Linked DNA regions of Sus scrofa: regions 2 and 3 are each linked to region 1. Evidence: chromatin contacts called from public Hi-C and promoter capture Hi-C data. All regions are on one chromosome and are shown on one strand. The core of a region is the stretch at or near the end of the contact, and the rest is flanking DNA. Distances in the headings are between cores, read along the strand shown. Region 1 holds the start of PITRM1 (presequence protease, mitochondrial). Region 2 holds the start of AKR1E2 (aldo-keto reductase family 1 member E2). Region 3 has its middle 15 kb from the start of AKR1CL1.

Region 1 (3,792 bases), core at 167-2,666:
ACAGCAACAAGCTGCTACAGTCAGATTCTTCACCCACTGCGCCACAGTGGAAACTCCAGCAATTCATCTTTCTTTAAAAAGTGAAATGTGGGAGTTCCCGTCGTGGCTCAGAGGGTTAAGGCCCCAAAACTGTCTCCATGGGGATGTGGGTTCCATCCCTGGCCTCACTCAGTGGGTTAAGGATCCGGCGTTGCCATGAGCTGTGGCGTAGATCACAGCTACATCTCTGATTCGGCCTGCCTGTGGCTGTGGTGTAGGCCCTCAGCTGTGGCTCCAATTTGACCCCCCGCCTAGGAACTTCCATAAGCCTCAGGTGCCATTAAAAAGAAAAAAAACAAAAGTAAAATGTCACGACTTTTTACAAACTCAAAGGGAAGGACGCTCATTCATAGTTCGAAATTAAGTGCATTCTTTTCCCATAGACCTAGTCATTAAACGAGAAGTTCCATTCCCAGAGGCTCCACTCCCACCAAAAATGCAGGTTAAGTGCAGGTGCAGAAGCCTCAGGCCTCCTCGCCCCCGCCCCCCAACTACAGGGAAATGGGAGCAAACGACTCTTCAGACCCAAAACTACCGGTTCCTTTTACTCCTCGCATTAAAATCCTCATCAATGACAGTCCCTCAAAAGCCCCGACAACCTGCGGGCAGGGCCACCCGCTCTGGGGTCGCCTGAGGACCTGGAGGCAGAGGGGGTCAGGCCAGGTCTTCTAGGGCTTTACCCCAGGGTTCCCTGGCTGCACCACCCAACCCTAAGCCGACAGGGCACCCTTCCCTTTGGGGGAGCTACCGGGACTGGGCTGGGGCGGCCGCGGCAGAGGGGCCGCTCTGCCACCCTGAGGGGCTAAAGGAGCCCCCCACCCAGGCCCTGCTGGGGGGCTCCGGGGCAGGAGCCCCCCCCCAGGCCCTGCTGGGGGGCTCCGGGGCAGGAGCCCCCCCCCAGGCCCTGCTGGGGGGCTCCGGGGCAGGAGCCCCCCCCCAGGCCCTGCTGGGGGGCTCCGGGGCAGGAGCCCCCCGCCCAGGCCCTGCTGGGGGGCTCCGGGGCAGGAGCCCCCCGCCCAGGCCCTGCTGGGGGGCTCCGGGGCAGGAGCCCCCCGCCCAGGCCCTGCTGGGGTGCTCCGGGGCAGGAGCCCCCAGGGGAGGGGTTTCAGGGGGCAGGAGACCCAGAACAGGGCCCTAACCCAGGAGCCTCCGCCGCCCGCCCGCCGGCGTCCCTCCCTCCGGGCGACTTCCTGCGCCTCCCCACACCCCCGCCGCCACCGCCACCGCGTCGCACCGGCCGCCGAGGCCCCGCAGCGCGCCCCTCGCCCTCCAGCCGCTGCGCCACATGGCCGAGGACCAGCACGGCGGCCGCCGCGACCCCGCTGATCCCGACGCACGGCCTGGGGCGGGACGCGCCGGCCGCCACCCCATTGGTCCGTGCTCAGGGGGACGCCCTCTCCAATAGGCTGGCGAGGAAAGGGGCGGGCCCCCGCGGCGGCGGGGCGGGACCCTGGGGGCCGGCCGGCGACAGAGGGGCGGGGCCCAGGGCCCGGCGGAGAGGGGCGGGGCCTAGGGGGGGGCGGGCCTGCTCAGGGAAGAGACAGCCCCGCACGGCGAGGGCCGGGGCTGCGCGGGGAGAGGTGGGCCTGTGAAGACGAGGGCCGGGCCTGCCCAGGTGAGGGCGGGCAGCTGCAGGGGAGGGGCGGACTTAAGCTGAGCCAGGTGAGTTGTGTGGTCCTATGGCCACGGGTAGGCACTGGTCTCCAGGATGGAGGTTGTGTGCCTACACCTCTGCGTGCTCACGCTTCCGTCGGCGGGTTCCTGCAGTGACTTGAGAAGGACGTCCAGCTTCAGGCTCCAGCCAGGTGCTTTAGCCCTGGGCTGTGTGGCTTCTTGGATAAGGTCCGACGACTGCATCGCATGGCTTTAGAATCACGATTCCATGATGCCATGCTCTCATGAATGGTCCCAAACAGAACGTCCCCAGTAAACGGCAGGACAGGTCTCGTGCCCCGCACAGTTGTGCGGGCCCACTGAGCCACCCACCCCCACCTGCATTTCGTGTCTGTAAGGACTACACGCCATGCCCTTCTTAAACCTCAGGGAATGGTTCAGGTGGACAGAACTTGAGCAGGTGGGCCTGCAGGGGCATTTGGGATTAAACACACCTGGGCCCGGCATCCGAGGGACTTGGGAGAAGGCAAGACACAAGTTTGCCCTCAGTTTCTCAGAGCCTTCACCTCCTCCCTTCTCTCATCTCCCTCCTTTCTCCCCACCCCGAGGTCTGTAAAGGGACTCAAGGCTTCCTGCCCCTTCTTCCAGGCTCTAAAGAAAAAGCAGTAAGTAGACAGGTGCAATCCATCTGAGCGCAGAAACGCTTTGGCAGCAATGCAGAGCGTAATCCTGCAGGGAAAAGCCACCATATCTACAAAAGCTCTCCAGAATGAAGAGGATTCTGCAGTTAACCACGTACCTCTTTATTGAGAGAACCCGGATGAACCAGGACGAGGTAATGAAAAGAAGCTATGGACACAAACATACCTTTCCTCCAGTAAGAATTTGGGTGATAAATGTTACTGAGTCACCACAATAGCTCTGTGATCTTGATGTTATTAACCCTGCTTGATTGCGCAGGAAGCGGAGGCAGGGGAGGTTATAACATTTTGCTCTCTGAAGAGTAAATGCTATATACATCCAGTAATTGCCACTTGGTAGAATGTTCCCACAGGATAAACCTCATTGACGGCTGACCTACACACAGACACACACAGAATTCATAAATAATTATTTTGAGCAACTGACATAATACTAATGTTCATATGTGACCTGAATTTATATGAACACAGATCACTGCAATGTAGAAAAGAAACATCAAAAGTCCTCTATGCAATAGCCTATGTTGCAAAAACCTCTCCGGTGTTATCCTGAAGCCGTAGGAGTAAAATCAGCAAGTGCACGTTGTCAGAAGAGTCAGAATAGACTCTGGCGGGGACTGAGGGAGGCAGTGGGGTGAATGGGGAGTGCCATGTGTAGCACTGTGTCTCCCCAAAAAGATGCAGGGGCCCTAAGCCCCAGAACCACAGATGTGACCTCACTCAGTCTTGACCGAGGCAATCAAGTAAAAACGAGGTCACAGGATGGGCCCCTAATCCCGTAGGACTGCTGTCCTTATAAAAGGGGGTAGTGGGTCCATTGACACACACACACAGGAGAAGGAGGCCTGAAAGGGGCCGTGCTCCCAGAAGCCAAGGTGCCCAAGGGTGGCCGGCAACACCAGAAGCGGGGAGGAAGTAACACTTTCTCCTTCGCAGCCTCCGGATGAACCAGTCTGCCGAACCTGTGCGTCAGCTCTGACTTCTGGCCTCCAGAACCGTGAGACAGTACGGTCCTGTGTGCCCCCCATTTGTGGTACTTTGTTATGAAGCCCTTGAAAACGAATGCTGAGATGTCAAGGTTCGTTGACCTCTGCAGGAAAAACATGACGTGGTTTAGCTGAATATGCTGTTTTCCAGGATTGCATGTCACTGACAAAATACATGCTGCAAATTTTGCAAACCCCTTATTTCTGAATCCACCATGAAGCGCAAGTGATGACTGTTGGAACTGCAAAGTGAGTGTCTCCAAAGTTAACATGATAGAAAGTATCAAGTGTCAGGGCTAAGGACGAGGCAGGAGGGCAAGCGCCGCAGGCTGGGAACCCTAATGCTCATTCCTGCAGATTCCTTCTTCCCTCAGTAAAGCTTTATTCTGTGTCACATGTTTGCCAACCACCGAACAGTTCTACTGATAAGTCTGCAGAAGGCATTTCATCTT
Region 2 (3,974 bases), core at 1,025-3,524, 1.3 Mb after region 1:
ATATAAAGAATTTTCCCCCAAATATATGAAAAGCAGTTGTGCAACCGGCCAGGGAGGAGCCGATTGGTGGAGGCAGAGGGAGGGAGGAGCCCGACTCCTGGCCATTGAGACCCGGGCCACTCGAGGGCAAGGCCCCAGCCTGAAGCCCCACAGCCTGCTGCCCACCCCCAACACGCGGGGTCTGCACAGTGAGGACCTCACCAGCCTCTGCTTCCGGGCGTCATTAGGCCTGTAACAGTCAAGACCACGAGACCCCAGGGGTGACGCCACATGTGACCAATGTACAGACTCAGAGGTGGAAGGCTACAAACCAGGGAGGGATGGGAATGTAGCTGGCATTCAGCTCAAAACAGGCGTCGGTTCTGCCGTGATCTCCTGAGAGACACCTCCCCTCTTGGCCTCGTGTCCTAGTTTGTCCCTTGGGGAGGCTGAAATGAAATTCGCTCCTCGCCTTCTCTCGCATGAAACTCTCCAAGGACCCCCCACATTTAGAATCAGGCCCCCAAGGGCCTTATCTTGCTCCCCTAAGCGGCCCTCTGTGTCCGGGTTCGCAGGCACGTGTAATCCCTCCCCCAGAGGGTGGGTTCAACTTAGACACTGGCTTCTAACCAACAGAAGAGGATAAAGGTAATGGGCTCTCACCTCAGAGGACATACAGAAAGTCAGTGACCCTGTCTTGCTTGCTCTGTCCTGAGTACCCCCTGCCCACCATTGCAAAGAACCAAGAGAGGGCTCAGCAACTGACCTCCAGGCAACCTGAACCCTGCAAATAACATGTGGGCAACCGGGAGGGGGGGGGGTGGCTTTGGGAGCAGGGCCCAGTGCCCTGGAGACCGAGGGGCAGAGGCTCCCAGCTGAGCAGAGCCTGGAGGCTGGTCACAGAAACTGAGATGCTTATTCTTGTAATGCTTGTTCTTGAAAGCCACTGAGTTAGCATGATGCTGTCACAGGGCAACAGACTTGCTAGTACTTCCTTTCAGGCTGAGGATCTGACCCTGCCCTCTCCCCTCCCTCCTCCCCACGCGCGCGGGCTCTAGTCACCCAGGCCGGCTCTTGTCCTACCTCCTTCCCGGGCCAAATTCTCCTCTGCACCTCTGGGCCCCACGCCGCTGGCAGATGTGCCCAGGGCTGGCGCCTCTGGTCGTTCTGGTCACCAGGAGCTCCTGGCCCTCTTTCCCGCTCCCAATTTATTTCCCTAGAGCACGTGCTCTCCTCTTGCGCACGGATTTGCTTTTCTGCTTTGGTCCACCTCCCTGTAGGGTCTCTGAGTTCCTGGGCGGGGCAGGGACCACGTGGGGCCTTTCAGCCCCACCCACAGACTTCACAAGACCCCAACTCGGGGTGAGTGCTGAGAGCACAATTGATGAATGAATAATAAAAGGATCTCGGGGCCCCTTCCACCCTCCGAGCAGCTCATTCTGTGGAGATGGAGGCTAATAATAAGAGGAGGCAGGGGGACACCCAGAATGACCCTGGGTGTCCTTTCCAGAGCCAGTTACTCCGTTGACGACAATGGGCACAACCGCCCTCTGCTGGTCAGCGCCAGCACTGCGGCGCCGGGCAGGAAACAGAAATTAAAACACATCCTTGCAGGGTCATCAAGTCAGTGAGGTCCCTGTGGGCTCTAGGGGTGGGGGTGTCAGGGGACCTCGCATCCTGCATGTATTTATTTTGGCAAGTCACCAATGGAGAACCAAGGCCAAAAACTCTTCTACGAGCCTGTGAGACTCTCGGGGTCCGACCCAACACATCAATTTGTGGAGGAGGAAGCAGGCCTTCCCTCCTATCTCTTGGGAGGGTGGAGTAGGAGTGTCGCCATGGGAGCAGGACTGTCGGGGGCTTACCCTCCTCCAAGGCACTCATTGGTGGACACAAGGCCCCAGATCCTGTCCTCTTCCCGCTGCCCTGGGACTGCCCTGGCCCAGACGACCCTGGGACCTCCGGATCCCTGCTCAGCAGCCGGCATCTTCAAGTCCGGAAGCAGAGAGCCGCTGGAGAGTTGCTAGAAGACGGGCGGTGGGTCGGCTCCTGCCGAGGTCCCGATGCCCCGCGCCGGTGCCGGCGCGTGCGCACAACCACTCCCGGACGCCCAACCAGCGGCCTCTGCGCTCGTGGGCGTGGCCACTGCCTGAGTGCCCCGCCCACTAACCAGCTACCTCCGCCAGTCAGCCAATCAGGCCACCTGTGTCCGCCACGGTGCCGCCCCCTAAACTGGCTGTCCCCTTAGGTGGCGTCCCTCTGGAGTCGCGCGGCAGCCCCAGACCTGATCTGAACAATGGAGAAGATACCTGTCCTGGGCCTGGGCACCTGGCAGGTGAGGCAGCCTCGCCGTCCGGGAGGGGCGGCGCCTTTCCTTGGCGCGCGCTGACGTGGGCGGGGGGCACCTGCGGGGCCACCTGGGGTGGGGGCACCCGCCTGGACCCCTCGGAGGAGACGCCTGCCGCAGCCTCCACAGGACCAGCTGGTCGCCCGCACCTGCCCCCCCCCCCGGGGGGGGAGGGCTCTTGCTGTGTTTGAAAGATGGAATATTTAGGCAGCAGATTTTCTGAAAATGAGGGTTGTCCTTATGGTATTTCATATTGAGTCCCAATCATAATTATTCAGAAATAATGTCTGGGAAAGTCCAGAAGAAAAGGTTGTCCAGCTTGAATTTGGGCAGGAAGATTGGCAGTTACCTGACAGATCAGAGCAGCAGACAACCGGGAGATGGAGAAATGTCTGTCTCAAAAAGACAAGGAAACGCTGTCATCGCCAACTTAATTTTGAAAAGAAACTTTGAAACTTTGCCTTCTTCTGGGTGTGAAAACCTGATAGCGGAGGCACTTTGGACCTTTTTCTCTACTTTGGACTTTCTAATTGCTGTCAGGACTTTAGACACAGCACTAACTAAAAAGGCTTTCCTATTTGCTTTAAAAAAAATGCAGAAAACCCCTTAGGTTTTGATAAAAAGATACTCATTTAAGAAGTCACATAGGAAGTTATTGGATGGGTAGGAATTAGAATGATCAACCCTTGCTCGTTAAAATATTATTCAAATTATTTCTTCTATTCACTTATCAACTCGTAGAGGTCAGGAATGTGGTTTAATTCATCGCGGTTTGGCAGAATGAATTGGAATTATTTCCTCTTTTTCTTTTGTTGGAAGGATTTTGTTATAAAGTGGGGTGAATTCTAACCTGTAATTTTTTTGCAGCTATGTGTGTGTTGTATTTAATTGCTTCATTTTAAAAATAATTACAGGACAGTTCAGTTCAATTATAGAACTTTACTTCTTAAGTTTTTCTAGGAATTTTTCCATTTCATTCCAAATTATCAGCTTCTAGTCATTGATAATAGTTTCTTATATTTTATTTTATTTCTTTCTTTTTACAGCCGCACCTGAGACGTATGGAAGTTCCCAGCCTAGGGGTCAGATCAGAGCTGCAGCTGGGCTACGCCATAGCTGCTTGTGACAGCACCAAATTCTTAACCCACTGAACAAGACCAGGGATCAAACCAGCATCCTCACAGAGACAACATCGGGTCCTTAACCCACTGAGCCACAACGGGAACTCCCAGGTTCTTAGATGTTAAATCTCTCTCTCTTTTTTTTAATCTACATGTACTGCTTTTCTTTCATGTCATTTATTTACTTATTTATTTTTTCCTTCTTCCATTTTTTTTATTACTCAAATGAATTGATCACATCTGTAGTTGTATAATGATCATAACAATCTGATTTCACAGGATTTCCATCCCACAGTCCAGGCACATCCCCCCACCCCCCAAACTGTCTCCTCCAGAGACCATAAGTTTTTCAATGTCTGTGAGTCAGCATCTGTTTTGCAAAGAAGTTCCGTCCGTCTGTCCTTTCTTCAGATTCCACATGTCAGTGAAAGCATTGGATGTTCTTTCACGTCATTTAAAACAATCAGTCTTCTCAGTCTTGTCAAAAGTTTGTCTCCTTGGGAATTCCTGCTGTGGGTTGGCATCAG
Region 3 (4,267 bases), core at 553-3,052, 1.5 Mb after region 1:
GGGTCCACACCGGGTGTTGGGGAAATGCAGCCTTCTTTCCTACTCCATGCAGATAAAGCCAGAACACCCAAAGGGCATGTTGGTGTGAGAGGCCTGAGTGGGATAACTGGAAGATGTGGAAACTTACCCCTGGGCAAATGCAAAACTTCTTTCACTTTTATGACATTCACCTTTGCCAAAGTTGGGACTCGGAGTTCCCTTCATGGCTCAGTGATTAACTAATCCGACTAGGAACCATGAGGTTTCGGGTTTGATCCTTGGCCTTGTTCAGTGGGTTAAGGACTCGGCGTTGCCATGACCTGTGGTGTAGGTCGCAGACGTGGCTTGGATCCCGCATTGCTGTGGCTCTGGCGTAGGCCGGTGGCTACAGCTCTGATTAGACCCCTAGCCTGGGAACCTCCGTATGCTGCGGGAGTGGCCCTAGAAAAGACAAAAAAAAAAAAGTTGGGACTCGCCCAGGTGGCGCTCACTAGATGTCCTAATTTGAAGTAAGCTAACCAAATATTTACTGAGTTTTTCTTTCATGCAAAACACTCCTCCTAATTTTTTTCAGGTCGTGCACATAAGAAGAAGCCTAAGCGTTTTGAGATTTGCTTTGGCAGGACGATAGCCTCAAATCTTTCCCTGGCTCTAAAATGACAGCAACCCTCTTTGAAACAAGGACATGTGAGAGTTCAAGCTGCGGTGCAGAATGAGGATTGGGGGGCACTTCTGTAGCCTCAACCTCTCTGTTGCAATCAGGGGACCCTGGAAGGAAAATCCCACACGAAGGAGAAACAAACCTGGGGCACAAGCTCTGTCTTCTCGTTCCCATCAGGAGCAAATGGTACAAGGCAGTGCCCCCCCCCCCAGACCCTTCCACCACCCCCAGGAGAGACCCTCCAGGCTGGGCAACGGCCTCCGTCCCAGAGGCCCAGAGGAAAGGGGGCAGAGCAGGAGGGTGCCCACTCTGAATCCGAACCTGGAGAAGAGGCGGGCAGCTCTCCTGCACGACCCACCCCGACCCGGGAGCTGCTCCCCCAGGGCAGAGCTCTGGGGACCCGGCAAGGGCTGGGCCCCGACCGACCCGGTGGAAGGAACCGTGTTGCCCCGAGGGAGCGAAAGGTGGGTCTTGCCACGGCAGGTGTTTCTTCTCTCGCCGCCCCCCCCCCCCCACGAGGGTTTGCAGAGCCGCGCAGCACCTGCCGCTCGCGGTGGAGGAAGGTTCCCGCTGGCGGCCCGCATGTCAGCCAGGCGGCCCGCGGCCCCTGCGGCCTAACCGAGCGCAGGGCCGAGCCGGCTCCGGCAGCGGCCTCCGTCCGAGCCGGCCTCGGGGGCCCAGGCCACCCGCCCTGCGGAGAAGAGCCGGGCCTGGGGGGCCTCGGACCCAACGGCCCGCTGCAGACCTCAGCCCGCTCCCAGCGCAAAGGCTCCCTTTCTTTTCAAGAAGAAAGGATGGCGCCCATGATGTTTTTGCTCAACACAACTCGTGTCTTTCTCTCACACACACGCACACACAGTCGCACACACTCAATCTCACACACACAGTCACAGACACACATACATTCACACACACACAGTCACACACACTCAGTCACACACACAGAGTCACACACACACACACAGAGTCACACACACACAGGATTTCCAGTCTTTTCTCCTTAACCAGCCCTTTTGCTGTGGCTACAGAGCTTTGCCTCTGCCTCCCTGACAGAGGGGTCACCCTTTCCGCCCCCCGTTATCTAAACACATCTCTGGGGGCGGTGCACCACTTCCTCGGGCCCTTTTCTGAGTAACGGCTGCTGCTTCCAGGACTGCCAGGCATTATTTTCCCGTATCTCCTCTGGTTGCCACGCCAGTGCAGACACAGCCTAGGACCCCCCTTAGAGACAGAAGGGTACCCCCAGAGCCGCAGTCAAGGGCCCCACTCCCTGCCCCCTGGGAAGCCGGACACCAGCCGTGGAAACTCTGCAAGAAAAAGAGAAGGAACAGAATAATTTTTAAAGTGACAGCTTTCCTCTCATGAGCTTCTTTCCATCCAGTGGCAGCAAAGGAGAGAAAGGGTGTGTCTCAGAGCATGAGCAGGCGAGACCAGCTTGTACTTTCAGCAGTGCCGTCCTGCTACCAAAGGCCTCTGTTCATTGTGACTCAGCAATATTTTTGAAAGAGAGAGTTGGAGTTAAATTGCTACAGAAACATTCTTAAGTGATAACACTTGGTGAACAAACATGAATGCTTTAATGAGGGTGCTGGTCCTTAGGGAGAGTTTCCACAGAGCCTCTCTAAGCAGTTTAACATTTTAGGTAAACATTACCTGTTGGTGAAATAGAGTCTTCTTTTGGACCCCATGGAGTTGGGGCAGAGCACCGGATTATGTTAGTGTAAGAAAGTGAATTGAACGTGTAACCAGATACATTAGTGCTTGCTCCCAAAATTCAAAAGGTCTCTAGCATTCTTGAACCAAAGCTGGGATGGGCAAAGGTGGGCTGTGGAAGCTGTCTAACTAAAATTGAGTGCAGCAAATATTTCCTGAGTCCCTCCTGTATGCAAAATGCTGCTCCTAAATGTTTTAAGGACATGCACATAAAAACAAGCCTAAGAGTTTCTGTTGGGCAGTGTCTATAAACTGGAGGGAGAAGACCAAATGCAGCACGTGAAACAACCATAGTGTCAAGATCCCACCCAACCTCCAGACTCCATTTTAGCCGAGCAAACAAACAGGAAACAGACTCTGCCACGAATGACCGCCCCAGGACCAAGACAATTTAAGGAGCTGTTAAACCTCAGAATAAATAGAACCAAAAAGACTGTTAAAATTCACACTTACTGACCTAAATCCTCCTCCCCTGTTTCCCCGAGCCCCCGTCCCTTTCTCCTTGAGACTATGTGACCCATCACATGAAACCCCAACTATCAACAAGCCCTGGCCCAACAGTGAGCCTGAGTGCTCTCTGCTCAGTGCTCCCGGCCACTCTGCTGATCCATAAACCTGCTTGTGATCTCACTGTTCCAGCCTCTGTTCCTCTCCACTCCACCATCCTAACAGTTTTGAAATTCACTTTTGCAGGATGATATCCTCAAGTTCTTCCCTGGCGCTTACATGACAGCGAATGTCTTAGAAATGAAAACTGTAGATGTAGTTATGGCTGGATCTTGAAGCCCCTGGTCCAGAGGCAAACTTCTCAGACCATGGCCTGGAAGACTAAGGAGTACGCTGTGGATTATGCCACAGAAAAACATCAGTAATTGGATGCAGTTGGCTCTGTTATCTTTTGGTTGTAAGGTACTTGGACAAGGGAGCCCAACAGACAGAGTATCTGGCTCTTCTAAGGTACAGAGTTTGGGCTGGTCTAGGAGCCCACATTCTTCACCCAGAGCTAACTCAGAATCCATGTCAAGAGAATTTGTGCTAGTTGCTGGAGGATCACCCCAAAATAAAGTCCCTCTGACGTCAGACAATGGAGCTTCCCTTTGACACCAAAAATCTAGCTGATTCAGCATCCTGAGTTTTCTCATCTCCCAGACCATACACAATCCATGACTTACAGAAAGGAGAGAGCCACCTGGAGTCCAAGGAAGAATAATCAGGAGACACGCTCAAGACCTGAGGAGACCCAGGTCTCTTGGCCCACTCCAAGAGCGTCATCTAGAGCAAGAGCACCACCAAGACCAAGGCCACCATCAGACCAAGAGCACCATCAAAACCAAGTCCACCATCCAGACCAAGAGCACCATCCAGACCAAGGCCACCGTCCAGACCAAGTCCACCGTCCAGACCAAGGCCAACGTCCAGACCAAGGCCACCGTCCAGACCAAGGCCACCGTCCAGACCAAGGCCACCGTCCAGACCAAGGCCACCATCCAGACCAAGGCCACCATCCAGACCAAGGCCACCATCCCGACCAAGACCAGAGCCTGTGTGGCAACCCTTTACACCTATAGCCATCACCATTCTGTTTTTCTCGCCTAGGAAGTTTAGACCAGTCCTGGAATAACAGAAATAGTCATAGCAATGGCAATATTATATTCTTCATCATTTTTAATGAAGTATAATTATTAGGAACTTCACCCATTCTAAATACACAGCCCAGTGACTTTTTAGAAAAAAATTTAGAGTTTTGTCATCACGGCCACAGACCTATTTAGAACACTCCCATCACCCCCAAAAGGTTCCTTTGTGCCCATTGGAAGGCAATTATTGCTCCCAAACCCCAGTTCTAAGCAACCTCTGGCCTCCTTTCTGTCTAAAAAGTTTTGCCTCTTCCACAGATTTCATACAAATGGAAAT

The links. Promoter capture Hi-C pulls out the DNA fragments that hold promoters and counts their contacts. A called contact is a pair of places that touch in the nucleus more often than the background predicts.
Region 2: a contact with region 1 is called in a promoter capture Hi-C map of fetal skeletal muscle, with 12 times the contacts expected there. The contact joins the promoter of AKR1E2 here to the promoter of PITRM1 in region 1. A contact is called at or near these places in 4 of 5 promoter capture datasets (fetal liver, fetal skeletal muscle and liver), 2 of 47 Hi-C or Micro-C datasets (embryonic fibroblasts and liver) and 1 of 2 datasets of contacts at active chromatin or transcription factors (alveolar macrophages).
Region 3: a contact with region 1 is called in a Hi-C map of mesenteric adipose tissue, with 1.7 times the contacts expected there. The contact joins the enhancer-like site here to the promoter of PITRM1 in region 1. A contact is called at or near these places in 1 of 5 promoter capture datasets (fetal skeletal muscle), 6 of 47 Hi-C or Micro-C datasets (embryonic fibroblasts, mesenteric adipose tissue, omental adipose tissue and 3 more) and 1 of 2 datasets of contacts at active chromatin or transcription factors (alveolar macrophages).

What each region holds. Positions count from the first base shown.
Region 1 is chr10:66,994,543-66,998,334 of Sscrofa11.1, reverse strand. It overlaps PITRM1 (presequence protease, mitochondrial), which reads right to left and starts at 1,416. Exons shown (of 27, transcript XM_021065061.1): 1 at 1,274-1,416. The coding sequence starts at 1,410. LOC102159626 (a long non-coding RNA gene) reads left to right here and starts at 1,573. Exons shown (of 4, transcript XR_002336448.1): 1 at 1,573-1,654; 2 at 2,262-2,488.
Region 2 is chr10:65,691,749-65,695,722 of Sscrofa11.1, reverse strand. It overlaps AKR1E2 (aldo-keto reductase family 1 member E2), which reads left to right and starts at 2,274. Exons shown (of 11, transcript NR_145511.1): 1 at 2,274-2,314.
Region 3 is chr10:65,542,031-65,546,297 of Sscrofa11.1, reverse strand. No RefSeq gene overlaps it. Among named protein-coding and RNA genes, the nearest start is that of AKR1CL1, 15 kb to the left of the region's middle. Within about 2 kb of position 1,802, at least 18 of the 83 cell types and tissues checked have an H3K27ac peak or open chromatin away from gene starts, as enhancers often do. A contact at or near this core is called in alveolar macrophages, mesenteric adipose tissue, omental adipose tissue and 2 more, where this site is marked.